Linked DNA regions of Mus musculus: all the other regions are linked to region 2. The links are chromatin contacts, called in public Hi-C and HiChIP or PLAC-seq maps. All regions are on one chromosome and are shown on one strand. The core of a region is the stretch at or near the end of the contact, and the rest is flanking DNA. Distances in the headings are between cores, read along the strand shown. Region 1 holds the start of Mcoln1 (mucolipin 1). Region 2 overlaps Arhgef18 (rho/rac guanine nucleotide exchange factor (GEF) 18). Region 3 holds the start of Arhgef18 (rho/rac guanine nucleotide exchange factor (GEF) 18).

Evidence for each region. A called contact is a pair of places that touch in the nucleus more often than the background predicts. HiChIP or PLAC-seq counts read pairs in DNA pulled down with a chosen protein or histone mark.
Region 1: an HNF4G HiChIP or PLAC-seq map of pancreatic cancer cells shows a contact between it and region 2. The contact joins the promoter of Mcoln1 here to the enhancer-like site in region 2. A contact is called at or near these places in 7 of 115 datasets of contacts at active chromatin or transcription factors (the SCID.adh cell line, bone marrow-derived macrophages, embryonic stem cells and 3 more) and 4 of 9 other capture datasets (adipose tissue, embryonic tail, liver and 1 more).
Region 3: a contact with region 2 is called in a Hi-C map of pancreatic cancer cells, with 3 times the contacts expected there. The contact joins the promoter of Arhgef18 here to the enhancer-like site in region 2. A contact is called at or near these places in 12 of 39 promoter capture datasets (the HPC-7 cell line, cranial neural crest, embryonic stem cells and 5 more), 4 of 15 datasets of contacts at CTCF or cohesin (the G1E-ER4 cell line, the NIH/3T3 cell line, embryonic stem cells and 1 more), 128 of 484 Hi-C or Micro-C datasets (the 4T1 cell line, 8-cell embryo, the AML12 cell line and 55 more), 15 of 115 datasets of contacts at active chromatin or transcription factors (differentiating embryonic stem cells, embryonic stem cells, epiblast stem cells and 4 more) and 4 of 9 other capture datasets (adipose tissue, embryonic stem cells, liver and 1 more).

The regions. Positions count from the first base shown.
Region 1 is chr8:3,497,754-3,501,999 of GRCm38.p6, reverse strand. Mcoln1 (mucolipin 1) reads right to left here and starts at 1,481. Exons shown (of 14, transcript NM_053177.1): 1 at 1,373-1,481. The coding sequence starts at 1,403.
Region 2 is chr8:3,427,918-3,431,985 of GRCm38.p6, reverse strand. Arhgef18 (rho/rac guanine nucleotide exchange factor (GEF) 18) reads right to left here. Exons shown (of 29, transcript NM_001370668.1): 12 at 2,642-2,754; 13 at 2,347-2,487. Among named protein-coding and RNA genes, the nearest start is that of Gm46029, 3.1 kb to the right of the region's middle. Within about 2 kb of position 1,800, at least 62 of the 459 cell types and tissues checked have an H3K27ac peak or open chromatin away from gene starts, as enhancers often do. A contact at or near this core is called in the 4T1 cell line, the C2C12 cell line, the NIH/3T3 cell line and 6 more, where this site is marked.
Region 3 is chr8:3,351,572-3,356,220 of GRCm38.p6, reverse strand. It overlaps Arhgef18 (rho/rac guanine nucleotide exchange factor (GEF) 18), which reads right to left and starts at 2,784. Exons shown (of 29, transcript NM_001370668.1): 1 at 2,491-2,784. The coding sequence starts at 2,494. Gm30369 (a long non-coding RNA gene) reads left to right here and starts at 512. Exons shown (of 5, transcript XR_870091.2): 1 at 512-622; 2 at 1,301-1,368; 3 at 2,414-2,515.

The DNA of each region.
Region 1 (4,246 bases), core at 232-2,731, 70 kb before region 2:
AGTGTGGTACATGGCCCTAGGTTCAATCCAGAAGGAGGAGAGAAAGAGGAGGAGGAAGACTCGACTAGGCCTGTAATCACAGTACTCAGAGGCTGAAAAAGGAGTATCACAGGTTCAAGTCTGGCAGAATTCTGGAAGCAAAGAAGGCAGATACCAGAATTCCAGAACTCCCAGAGCTACATAGACACTCTGTCTCAAAACAGACAAAAACAAAAGTAAAAGAAGTTCAGGGTCTATAGACTAAGAACCTGATCCAAACAAAACCAAACTACCGCTAACAAAAGCTCGGGCTTCAAATACTGTCCTAATGGAAGAAACTAGCTAGCTGGCTGGCTGGCTGGCTGGCGCCTGTTTACAAACTGAGAAGAGACTAGGTTGGGGAAGGCAATACTCTCACAGGTCACAAACAACCCTGGAAAGAAATGTTTCGTAATAACAATAATACAGCCATCCATGGTGATACATGCTTAGAATCCCAGCACAAGGGAGGTGGAGGCTGGGATTATCAGGAGTCCTGCCCTCTTAAACTGGAGAATCTTAAGCCCACCCACTGTCCAAGTTCTTTGGACGCTCTATCTCTCTCTCATAAGGCAACTAAGTTTGTACTGGCCTTTAGAATTGTCATCAACAATAAGCTCTCTGCAGAGGTTTTAAAGGCTGGGACCTGCCCACTGGTTCTGAGAACCAACTGCCCATCTCTCCTCCATAAGTCTGCACCACACTTTAAAGGGAAAAATGGAGAGCTTGGAGAAAGAGGCTGGGGAAGTGGTGTCCACCCACCACCCAGTTCTAGGAACTGTAGACCCTCAGTGCTTGAGGCCAAGAGTTGCTGGTACCTGTACTACCTGAGTTCTGGGTACTATGCAAGCTGTTCACCTGAGGTTAGAGATGTTGTTGGTACACACCCACCACCCAGGTTCTAGGATGCTACTGTCTATCTCTCTCATATGAGGACTTGAAAAACTTGAGAACTGGAAGCCCAGGTTCTGGGAGCCATCTACCCATCTCTCCCCTATGGAGCATCTGAGAAGTCCGCACTGGAATTGACGAACGGGAAGTTGGGCGCTTGACGTCCAAGGTCGGAGGTGTCGCTGTGCACCCACTGCCCAGATTCTAGGAGGAATCATTCGTCAATCTCCCATAGGAACACTGAGAAGTCCGCCCTGAAAGTCAGAACACTAAGCTGGACGCTCGATGCCCACCCGCCGCCCAGATTCTAGGATCGGTAGAAGCTCTCCGCCTGAGGTAGGAGATGCTGGCCCGCCCGCCGCCCAGGTTCTAGAAGCCGAAAGCCCATCTTCCAGTATTGGACTGCAGCGGAAGTCACCCGAGGTCGCTGAGCTGGGCGCGCCCTCCCGCCGCCCGCGCTCACCTGAGGCGCGCCGGCCCGCCGGGGTGGCCATGGCCGCAGGGTGAGCGCGAGACGCGGGTGGGTCCCAGCGCGCGCCGCGGTCACTGCAGCCTCGCTCCCTCCCGGCGCCGCTTCAAACCCTCCCGCATCAGCTGACATGCGCCGCGGTCACGTGAGCGGGGCGCCTGAACTGAACACGTGACAAGCGCGACCCTTTCTAAGGGGCGGGGCAGAGCCTCCCAGCAGTGCGCATGCGCCCCTCGCTGGCCGCTTGTGGACTAAAAATAGTCGCGCGGTCCTAGTGCCGATAGCAACTCTAACAAAAGGTCTGAGGGACCCACTGGCTTCTAGGTGTGGCGGGAACTGGATCCGATCTGGCTCGGCGACAGCCTTGTAACTTCTGAGTCCAGAGCTTCACCTGTTACCCTCAGTAGTGTCCGGCGATGATCCGGCGTCCTAAGCCGAAAATATCCGCCCCTCTACTCCCAGAAACCTTTTCTGTCTCCCATCTGAGCTACAAGCAAACCGTTTCCTAAACCAAATAGAACCGTATTTTAACAGTCCAAAGACTTTCTGCGCTACTGCAACAGCCTCAGTCCTATCTTTTACAGCCAGTCTCCTCCTACGGAGAGTCCAGGACCTCCAAAGAATTTCCACCTTCTAGAACCTCCTGGTGACTTCCCAAGGCTTTGCAACGACCAGAAAACTTCCCACTTAAACTGACCGCTGGTCTGCCATTCACCTCTTTATGGCAGTCTTGCTTGGAACTTGATAGTTAAAAACGCAGCTCTGCAAGGAAGACAATTTGAGTGTAAATCTAACCATCACTTCAAAACTTTCCACCGTGCCTTAAATTGTGAGCTAATTTCTATTTATTTATTTATTTATTTATTTTGGTTTTTCGAGACAGGGTTTCTCTGTAATAGTTCTAGCTGTCCTGGAACTCACTCTGTAGACCAGGCTGGCCTCGAACTCAGAAATCCGCCTGCCTCTGCCTCCCAAGTGCTGGGATTAAAGGCACGCACTACCACTGCCTGGCCCTTTTATTATTAATAATAATCAATTGAAATTTTCTTGTTCTTTGCAAAACGGGATTCACCCAGGATTACCTGCCTCCCAGAGCTGTACAAAGGATTCAATGAAATAATTCAGACCATCTCACAGTACTGGGGATGTAGCCCAGTTGATAGGGTGCTTGCTCAGCAGGCACAAACTGGGATCAGTCCCCAGCGCTGTGGAAACATGGCATGATGGCCCTTGCAGTCCAATAACATTGGTAAGTATTATAATACTTTCTCAAAAGCCAGGCATTGAGGCTAGGGAGATGGCTCGGTGCAATAGTCAGGGAGGTGGTTCACTGGCTCAGGTGCTTGCCATGAAAGCATGAAGATCTGAATTCAGATCCCTAGAATTTGTGTAAAAACTAAGGCCTGGTACCTGTAATCCCAGCATTGTGGAGGCAGAGATGAGAGGATCCCTGGGGCCTGGGGCCAACAGTTTAACCAGTCTGTGAGCCCCAGGATAAAAGTGAGGGGCTGAAGAGATAGTGCATCAGTGAGGAGAACTGGTTCTGGTAGAGGACTCGAGTTCAGTTCCCAGCATCCACATGGCAGCTGACAACTGCCTATAATTCCAGTTCCACTAGATACAATGTCCTCTTCTGACCTCCAAAGTCAACAGTCATGGGGCACAGACTTACCTGAAAGCAAAATACTTATAAATATATAATAAAAATTAAATTTTAAAAAAGTAAAGACTTGAGGAAGATGCCAACCTGAATCCCTCGCCTCTATGTGTGCATACACACAGGCACTGTCATCCACACCTACAAGTCCATATGCTGCCACCACACACACACCACACACACACCACATACACACTACACACACACACTCACACTCACACACACCACATACACACACACTCACACACACAGAGGGGGTAAGCGTGTTGGGCTGTTTAGAAGATGGATATTGAGGTCAGCTAGGTCTGTGTAGTGATACCCTACCCTCCAAATAAAGCAAAAACGTTCCTCAGGAAAAGTGATCCTTCCATCTTAATCAGAAATCTTGCTATGGTTTTAGAATGTTCCACCCTCTGTCCTTGGTTTTGAGATATTTCTAAACTAGAATTGACCAAACTGTGTTGGTCTTGTTTTCTTCTGGGACCTCAGTATTATATGTTTATTAGGGCATGATGGCTAACACCTATAATGCTAGCACTCAGGGGGTTGAGGCAAGCCTGGACTATATAGTACATTCTAGGCCAGCCTGGGTTACAAAATGAGACCCTATCTCAATAAACAAATAAACCAACACATAAGGTGAAGAGATGGTTTCAATGATTAAACTTGGGTCAGTACATAGGACCCACATGGCAGTTCACAGCTGCCCATTGCTCCAGTTTCAGGAGATCCAGCATCATCTTTTGGCTTCCCAGAGAGGCATCAGGCTTGCACATGATGCACTTACATGTGGGCAAAACACTCATACACACAAAATAAAAATTTAAATAAAATAAAGCAAGCTGATAGATGGCTTATTAGGTAAAGGCACTTGCTGCCAACCCTGATGACTTGAGTTCAATATTCAAAACCTTTATGGTAGGAAAACCAACCCCTGAAAGTTAGCTGACCTCCACACACAGATGCTATGGCACACACACAGACACGCAGACACACATACAAAATATATTTTTCAAATATATAAGAGATGGCTGAGTGGTTAAGAGTCCTTGCTGCTCTTACAGAAGGCCTGGGTTCAATTCCTTTCACCCAGATCGTGGTTTATAACCATCTGTAACTCATAAATATATAATAAGGGTTCCAATGTCCTCTTTTGCTCTGTGTGGGCACTCCATGCACACGGCACACAGATATACCTACAGGCAAAGCAT
Region 2 (4,068 bases), core at 551-3,050:
GCAAGCAGCACATGGAAACATGTCAGGCCACAATTCCCAAGCCTGACAATTGGAGTTCAATCCGTAGGACCCATGTAATAGGAGAGACGCCTCCCTCGCCCAAGTTGTCCTCTGACCTCCACACACACACTGCAGTACCTAGCCTGCGTTGCTATGCCCAGTTTTTCATATGGGTGCTGGGATCTGAACTCGTGCTTGTGCAGCGGGAATTTTGCCAACTAAGCCACACCTCCAGCCTTTGTTTCTTCCTTTTTTTTTTTCTCTTTTTTTTTGGACACAGGGTCTTGGGACCCGAGTCATAGCTAGGTAGCACAAGCCTCATATACACCGGGCCCTAGGTTCTAGCTCAGTTACTTCATAAACAACAAAATGAACAACAGAAAAGAAGGAATAGTCTTGACGTAGGTAAGGATGTTCACGAGGCCACGGTCTGTCCTCAGCACCTTAAAAACCTGGGTGTCGCATGCATTACTGAAGCCCAAGTACGGAAGGCAGAGGCTGGAAGGTGAGGAGTTCCAGTGATCCTTCCTTTTGGTACCACTGGGGAGCAGAGATGTGACTGGCTCAAACATCCTTCCTGCCACAGTAACAACAGGTGCCTCCCATCACACGTGGCCTTTAGCCTTTCTTAATTAGATGCCTTTCCTCCCCTCAGTGCTATGTGAGTCTGAAGCAAAAGCAGTTGAAAAAAAAAATTTAGGAATGTGCAGTGGAAGCTCAATGTCCCAGGAGCCTCTGTCCTTGAGGTCAAGAAGGCTGTGCTGAGGAACACAGCCTTGGTGGGAGTGAAGCTTGCACGTCTCTGAATAAATGTTATCAGATACAGACTCCAGTGGACCCTGAACCCCATGTCTGTGGTCCACTCATGTGCTCAAATTTAACCTCCGTGTTAGTAACTGGCATGGCTGTAGAAGTGCTTGCCTATCATGAACCCGTGTTCTTCCCTGAGCATCCCATGACCCAGAACCAGGTGGACCAGGCCTGTCATCCCAGAACTCTGGCAGCGAAGGCAGGAGGATCAGAAGTTCAAGGTCACCCTGTTACAAAGCATCTGTGAGGCTAGCCTGGGCTACACAAGAGACCCTGCCTAAAAACAAAAACAAAGAAAACAGGCGAGCCTCTGAGAAGTTATTAGGTGAGGTAAGTAAAATCTTCACAGGTGGGAAAACGTGTTTATAGAATAGGATTCTGGGCTGGCTGGCTGGCTGGCTGGCTGGCTCAGAGAACAAAGATACTTGCCCTTGCTGCATAATCTTGGTGACTTCAAGTTCAATCTCTGGAACTCACAAAAGGTAGAAAAAGACTCTGACCTCTCTACCTGTGGGACACACATCACACACACACACACACACACACACACACACACACACACCCACACCCACACCACACACATGAGTGTGTATGAAAAGGTATAAAAATGATATAAACACTGTATTCAGGTATGAAATCCTCCAACTAAAAAACAAAAACAAACAAACAAACAAAAAAATCAACCAACCAAACAAAAAACCCCAAAACAACAAACCTACAACAACAAAATCCGAGAAGATCAGAGATGAAACCAGTGGCTATCATGTGCTTTGGATTTGGAACTAACACACATACAAATAAAAGAGGCTCCTGCCTGTTCTTAAGCACTCTGAAGGCACAGCAGGGAGGCGCTGTCTAAGACCAGGAAGCTGGTTTCACCAAATTCTGGATGTTTCAGTCTCTAAATGCCACCCTGCTGATGACATTCTGTCCCAGCAGACCAAACAGAAGGAGACAGTCACTAACTAGGTGAGCATGAATCAGCCTGGGCACTTGTCAGGCTGGTTTGCAGGGACCTGTGCCAACAAAAACCTCCCGGGTAGGGCTGTCCTGGGAGAGCAGGAAGTGAGGCAAATGACCAGTTCTCCCAAGAGACTGGCTACATACCTCAGACTCTTAGGTGGAATTAGGGAAAGAAAAAAATAAATAAATAAAAAGAAGGTGCTGGGATTTAGCACATTTGGTAGAGACCTTGCTTAGCATGCACAAAACTCTGGCTTCCATTCCTAGCACTGCATAATCAGGTTGGGCAGTGTCTGTCTGTAATTCCAAGTACTTGGGAGGAAGAGGAAATTTAAAGTTATTTGAGGTGACATGGTAATTTTGAGGCTATGACTGTCTATCTCAAAAAACAAAACAAGAAAAAAAACCAAAACCAAAACAGGGCCAGCAAGATGGTTCAGTGGACAAAGGCGTTTCCAGATAAGGCTGGACTCGTACAGGCATGCACCACACACAAAATGATTTTTACAAAAGAAAGGAAAGAAAGAATTAAAGAGAACGCCAGCATGGCGGCACAGGCGTTAGACCCCTTACCATATAGGACGTCCTGTCTCTTTACCACCTCCTTCTTCTGTTTCTTGGCATATGCTAAATCCACAGAGAGGCTCCAGGACTCGGCCTCAAACTCATGTGCATCTGATTCGATCTCACACCTCAGTGAAGCAATGTAAGGGTCTGGGGGAAGGACAGAATGTTGTTGGTTAAGGGTCCAGAGCTTGCCATATCTCCCTGTTGCAATTATGGAGGACATGCTGAAGCCTCTGGCTTTTCCCAGTAGAGCCAGGAACCATGTGGCATCCCCCAGGAGAGCAGAGAGCATTGACCATACCTTCTATGAAAACAGACTCAGCATTCGAGGATGTGAGTGACAGAGAGTCGTCTGCCGTCTGCTTCAACTTTAAAAACACGGAGTCAGCTTCATCCATGTCTCCAGCAATTGGTCTGAGTGGAGATGATTGAAATGTTTATTTCACAAAAATTAGTCAGGGCCAGTGAGACAGCTCTGTGGGTGAAGATGCTTCTAAGCCTGGTGACCTGAGATCAATCCCCGAGACCCACATGGAGTGGAAGGAGAGAGCCGAGTCTACAAACAACAAAAGTGGCTTAAATAGGCATGTATGTTTCCTTGGAATATGTAAGGCGAATGAGGTTGTTCCTCCTTCTAGATAGATGTTTGGAGAACTTTCTGGATTCCAGGAGTACTCTTTAACTTGTCACAGGTCATCTTTTAAAAAAAATGAGGAAACTTTTGGTTACAGATACAGCGTAGTGTTAAGAGTGCTTGCTCAGGATGCTCAAGGCCTTGGATTCCACCTTCAGTGAGAGGAAGAGGGGAAGGAAATGTGGAAGAAGAAGAGGGAAGAAGGGAAAGAAGTTGAGAAACATAATTTGGAATTCTAGGTGAGTCTTCAGAGAGACCACATTAGGGGAAAAGCCTGGACTACTGACTAAAGCTTCACTTAGTTTAGGCTGTTCCATGCATCAGCTGGTGGTGCAACTGTAACAGATATACAGATGTAGCAGCTGGTGGTGCGACTGTAACAGATGTGCAGATGTAGCAGCTGGTGGTGCGACTGTAACAGATGTGCATTACTGGCTTAACAACAGAGGCAACTGTGTCTGTGTGTGTTGCTGGGAAGGCTAGGAAAGGAGTTTGGAGACTCTGCTACTTGCTCACATTTTCTGGAAATTTAAAAATATTGTAGCAGCTGGAGGTGTGGCAGAGCACATGCTCAGCTATGATGAAGTAGTAAGATGACTCAGTAAGTCTGTGTGCAGGAGTACCCAATTGCCCCTGCCTTTACTAGTGATCACTTACAGGATACACAGTCTCACAGCAATGGGTAACAGGAGAGACTTTTTACAAAGGGAAAAGAATATCAGCCCCTTTCCCCAGCTACTCATCAGTGCACATAACCATTATGTTATGCTGTGGCTCCAAGTCAATGCTTCTGGTCCTGTATTCGAACCATCTTGATGTACTGTGAAGCCAAGAGAGGCATAGACACTGAGCATGTCTTGGGAATAGGAGTAAGCCCTGTCCAGGGATGCCAAGCCAGTATGCTACGCAAACTGCCTCTACCCCCGGCTGAACATAATCAGGTATGCACTGGTTTTACAAAAAGAAAACATAGCCAGTGATAGGTGGCATAAACTGTTAATCCCAGCATTTGGGAGGCAGAGGCAGGTGGATCTCTGAGTTTGAGGTCAGCCAGGGCTATACAGAGAAACCTTGTCTCAAAAAACTGAAACAAA
Region 3 (4,649 bases), core at 1,535-4,034, 77 kb after region 2:
AATTAAAGTGATGCCAATTCCTTCAGGATACTTCATGCTAAGTAGGATTTTCAGACTTAGGTTGATAGTGGATAAAGGAAACAGAAAATCTCAGAGAAATAGGGGCAGTGGAACTAACTGAGGGATGGGTATATTATGAGCCTTAAAAGAGGATTTATTTCTTTTTATTTTATGTATGTGTTTTTCCTACATGTATGTATACCTACCATATGAGCACTGGACATGCAATGCCCTTGGAGATCAGAAGAGGGTGCTGTGCTCTCTGGAGCTGGAATTACAGGTGGTTGTGAGCCACCCCACGTGAGTGCTTGGAACTGAACCTTGGTTCTCTGCAAGAACAGCAAGTACTCTTCGCCACCAAACTACCCCTCCGACTCCACTGGGCTTTCTTTTGAGGTAAAACACAGGAAGTGCCTGTGACATATACATGTTTTATGGGTGGGGACAGCCCAGGAAGCAAGACTTCACCACAAGAACACAGAACAAAGGAAAGGGCGGGGTGACTGATGTTTTCTGAGCTGCTACAATCTGCCAGGCACCAAGCTCAACCATCTCTCGTGTGTGACCTCGGGACTTTTTCCTCACATAGAAGCCCAGAGAGGTTGTGCAATGTCACCCAGAGGTGGGAATGTTAGGATTCGAACACATGACCTATCTAAAATGACGCTCCAGCACTAACCACAGGAGTGAGCCCAAGCGCATTCCTAGATCGGTGTTGGGAGTTGGGGAGACCTGGGGGTCAGAGATGGTTCAGTCCAGATTCACTGAGGAGTTTGCAGTTAACCACATGCGCGTGACCTATGCATGAGCACATGCTGGTGTGTGTACAAGTGTGTATGTGTGTGAGGCAGGAGGTTGACATGGAGTGTTTCCCACAATCGCTTTCTGTCTTTTTTATAAACTTAGTTAATTATTAGTTGATTATTAATTTGCACGTGTGGGCACAATCCACAGAACGTGAGCAGAGGTCAGAGGGCAACTTGCAGGAGTCAGTTCTCTCTCCAACGTATGGATCCCAGGGCTCAGGCTCGGGTCCTCAGGCTTAGCCTCTACCTGCTGAACCGTCTTGCTGGCTCCCACCTTATTTTTTCTTATTTTTATTTTCGAGACCGGCTTTCCCTGACTCTCCTTGAGGTTCACTGATTCAGCTAAACTGGCTAGTCGGAGAGCTTCAGTGATCCTGTCTCTGCCTCCACAGTGCTGAGCTATCAGGCCTGCACCACCATGCTCAAAACCTGTTTTTTTTTTTCATGAGTTTAGGGGAGCTGAACCAAGTTCTTATTCTGTGTTATCTCCCTAGGTCCTCTTCAAGACCCATGAAAAGCTGCCTCAGACAGGAATTTACAGTCACAAGAAGGGTGCTTAAAGGTGGGTACAACTTGGAGTTTTCCCTCAGAAACCAGGGTGACTCTCTTGGAGGGTCAGCCCTGTGGGAGCCACATTCAAAGCCTGTCTCCTACCTAACTCACCACCTCCGTTAGAGTGGTCAGCTCTAAATCCACTGATACATGGCTCCAGGGGTCGCCTTCCTACACCCGAGAGTGCACAAAGTCAACAGAAACTGAGGAAACTGTAGTCTTGGGTGTGCCTGGTACAAACCACAGCCTGCCTCCTCACCTCACTCCATTCCGGCAGTTGTTGTGGGAGGTTCCTCAAACTGGGCCACAAAGGGAGCCACCAGTGACTCCCCAGGGTTAAGGGCCTACAGCTGGAGGGCTATTGAGCAGAGGGTGGTCCCCATTTGGAAGACCTGGAAAGATCGGCTTTTCAGCAGATGTCAGCCTTAAAATTTTGCTTTGCAGACAGGATTCTCCAAGTCTGTGTCAGGCAAGGCTGAACAAAACCCCAGAGCCAATGCTTTGAAAGGTGAAGAGGTCAAGCTGCAGTGTGGTGGTATGCGTGCATACCTGTTACCCCAGAACTGGGGAGGCACAAGTAGGAATGCTGGGAGTTGGAGGCAAGCCTGGACTGCATGGTGAGACCCAGATTCAAAAGCAAAACAAAACAGAACAAGGCAAAACACGGACACCTGCTGAAAAGGCGCTTAGACTTCCTCCCTCATCCCTGGCCCCCTACTCCTCCGTCCCCACACAGGCTTTGCTTACAAAAGGTTCCTTCAGACTCCATCATAGGTCTCCTCTAGACCAGGTGGCCTCTGAACTCCCTATGTAGCTGAGGATAACCTAAACCTCTAATCCTCCTGCCTCCATCTCCCAAGTGATGCTTGACAGCGTACAACACCCAGCTTTGACTTATGCAGTGCTGGGGATGAAACCCAGGACTTTGCCCATGCTAAGCAAGCACCCTATCAATTGAGCTATCTCCCCAGCACCCTCCAGGGTCATTTTAGGATTCCTGATCTCTGCAGTGCAAACAGCTGCCCCACTCTCTTACTGTTGTGTCCCGGCTATAGGAGTCAATCTCCTGCCTCACAGACTCTCAGACGTGCAGATCCCGAAGTGCCCACCACTCTTCAAGATAGTCACTCACCCATGAGTTCCCGATTCTTGCTCAGGTAGGTAACTGGCTTTGTTAACAGCTCTTGCAGCTCCCATGTCACACAACCAGGGTTTCAAGGGACACATGAGCCAGGCTAACCACAGAGTGGCTCAACTCTGCCCAGTTTCCTCTTTCTAAGCCACCGGCTTTTTATGGTTGTCTTCATCAATATTGAGCAGCAGGCAGCAGGGGTCAGCAAGGAGAGGAGAAAACAAATGGAGGTGGGTTATGAGGATCTGGGAGTCCACCCTCAGCCTGTACCTGCCGTAGGCGTCACGGGGAAGTAAAGTAAAGAATGTAAAGCCTCCCACGAGGGGAGGGGAGGGGAGGCAGCAGCACTGAACCCCCACCCGGCAGCTTCCTGTGGCGCCAACTGCTGAAGAGGAACGGGGTGTGAGGGCCTCACCCTAACACTCGGGCACACAAACAGAGACACATGGGACATGCAAGTCACATGTCTCTAGACAGACACACGCTGGAACACACATGGGGACAGACACATATGTGGGTGTGTGGACCCATGGAAACATGTGGAGCTGAACGCTGGGTTTGTAAATGTCTACCAGCGATCATTCTGCTTGGTATCTGTCTGTTTTCCCGGTGTAAATACTGCCACTACCGCTAACTCCACTTCTTCAACTAACGCACTGTTACCAGAGCTGTTAAGGTTAGAGCTTGAGTCCTGGCAGTCTCCTAACAAACCAGATTCAGCGACTCATTCTAAGAAAGTCAGTCGAGGAAATGGCTCAAAGGGTCAAGTGCTTGCTGTGCAAGCAAGTGGAATTGATTTTAGTTCCCCACCCCCACCTGACTAAATAAAGTCAGGGTGTGGTAAGGCCACCTGTGAGAACTCCAGTACTGAGCTGGCAGATAGGAGAATCCCAGGGAAGGGCAGGCTACCCAGTCTGATCCAGTGTTCCAGGTTCAGTGAGAGACATTGTCTCAAAAATAAGTGCATGTGGTGGTGCACGCCTTCAATCCCACTGGGCAGGCAGAGACAGGCGCACCTCTGAATCTGAGGCCAGCCCAGTCTTCAGAGGAAGTCTAGGCAACCAGGGCAAACAACAGTGAGAAGTAGAAAAAATGTATCTATTCAGGGTTGCTGCACCTGTAAGAGGACCAAACGGCCCCCTGCTCCTCCCACCTCTCCCCTCCAAGTCCATCCTTAGAGACCTGGTATTAGATGTAGGTTTAAATAGAAGGCAAGAGGTATGCGCAGGGCTGGAGAGATGGCTCAGTGGTTAGGAGTGCTTGCTAGTCTTCTAGAGGACCTGAGTTCAGTTCCCAACACCTACACTGGGTGGCTCATAACTGCTTAATTTCTGCTATAGAAGGTCCTGTGCCCCTTCTGACCTCTATAGGCACCCAACACAATTGCATGCACACACACGCACATATCCACACACAGACAAACACACATACCCCAGACAGTTGCACACACAAGCACATATTCATATACAGACAAACGCACATACCCACAGCCACCTGCATATATACATTCATATATATACACACACAAACAAATACACATACAGGTACACGCACACATATGCACACATGTGCACACACACATACACACTTAATAATAGGAATGAATATAGACTATCTTCACTCCTACCAGGATGGGTACACCAGTACCTGAAAAGGTGAGCAGAAGAAGGGTTTAAACTTGGCTCCACACTGGAACTGAGTGAGTGGTCTCTTAGCATGAAACTCTTGTGAGTTCTCAAATGTGGCCCTCTGGGAAACAGTAATGTACAAATAGCAGCATTCACACATGCAGAGATTCCTGGGTGGATACATTGGTCTTTGCACAGACATGAGAAGCTGAGCACAGTTACACACATGCTGTGTAGAATAGTAGTGTCTATACGCGCAGAAAGCTCTGAGTAGACACACATTATACTCTGGGCTCTGCACATATATGTGGAACTGTATGCACAGGTGAACACACATAGAGTATAGACAGTGAGGCCATGCCGTGGCACACAGGATGCACCACAAGCAAGAGCAACAGAAGAAAGTGTGTTTTGGCTTACAGTTCCAGAGGGCTAGTGTAGGCAGCCGGGCGCCTAAAAGATGGCGCCGGCCTCCGGTACACCGTCGCCATAAACAACGCCACTGCGCAGGCGATAGCCCGAATCTGGCGC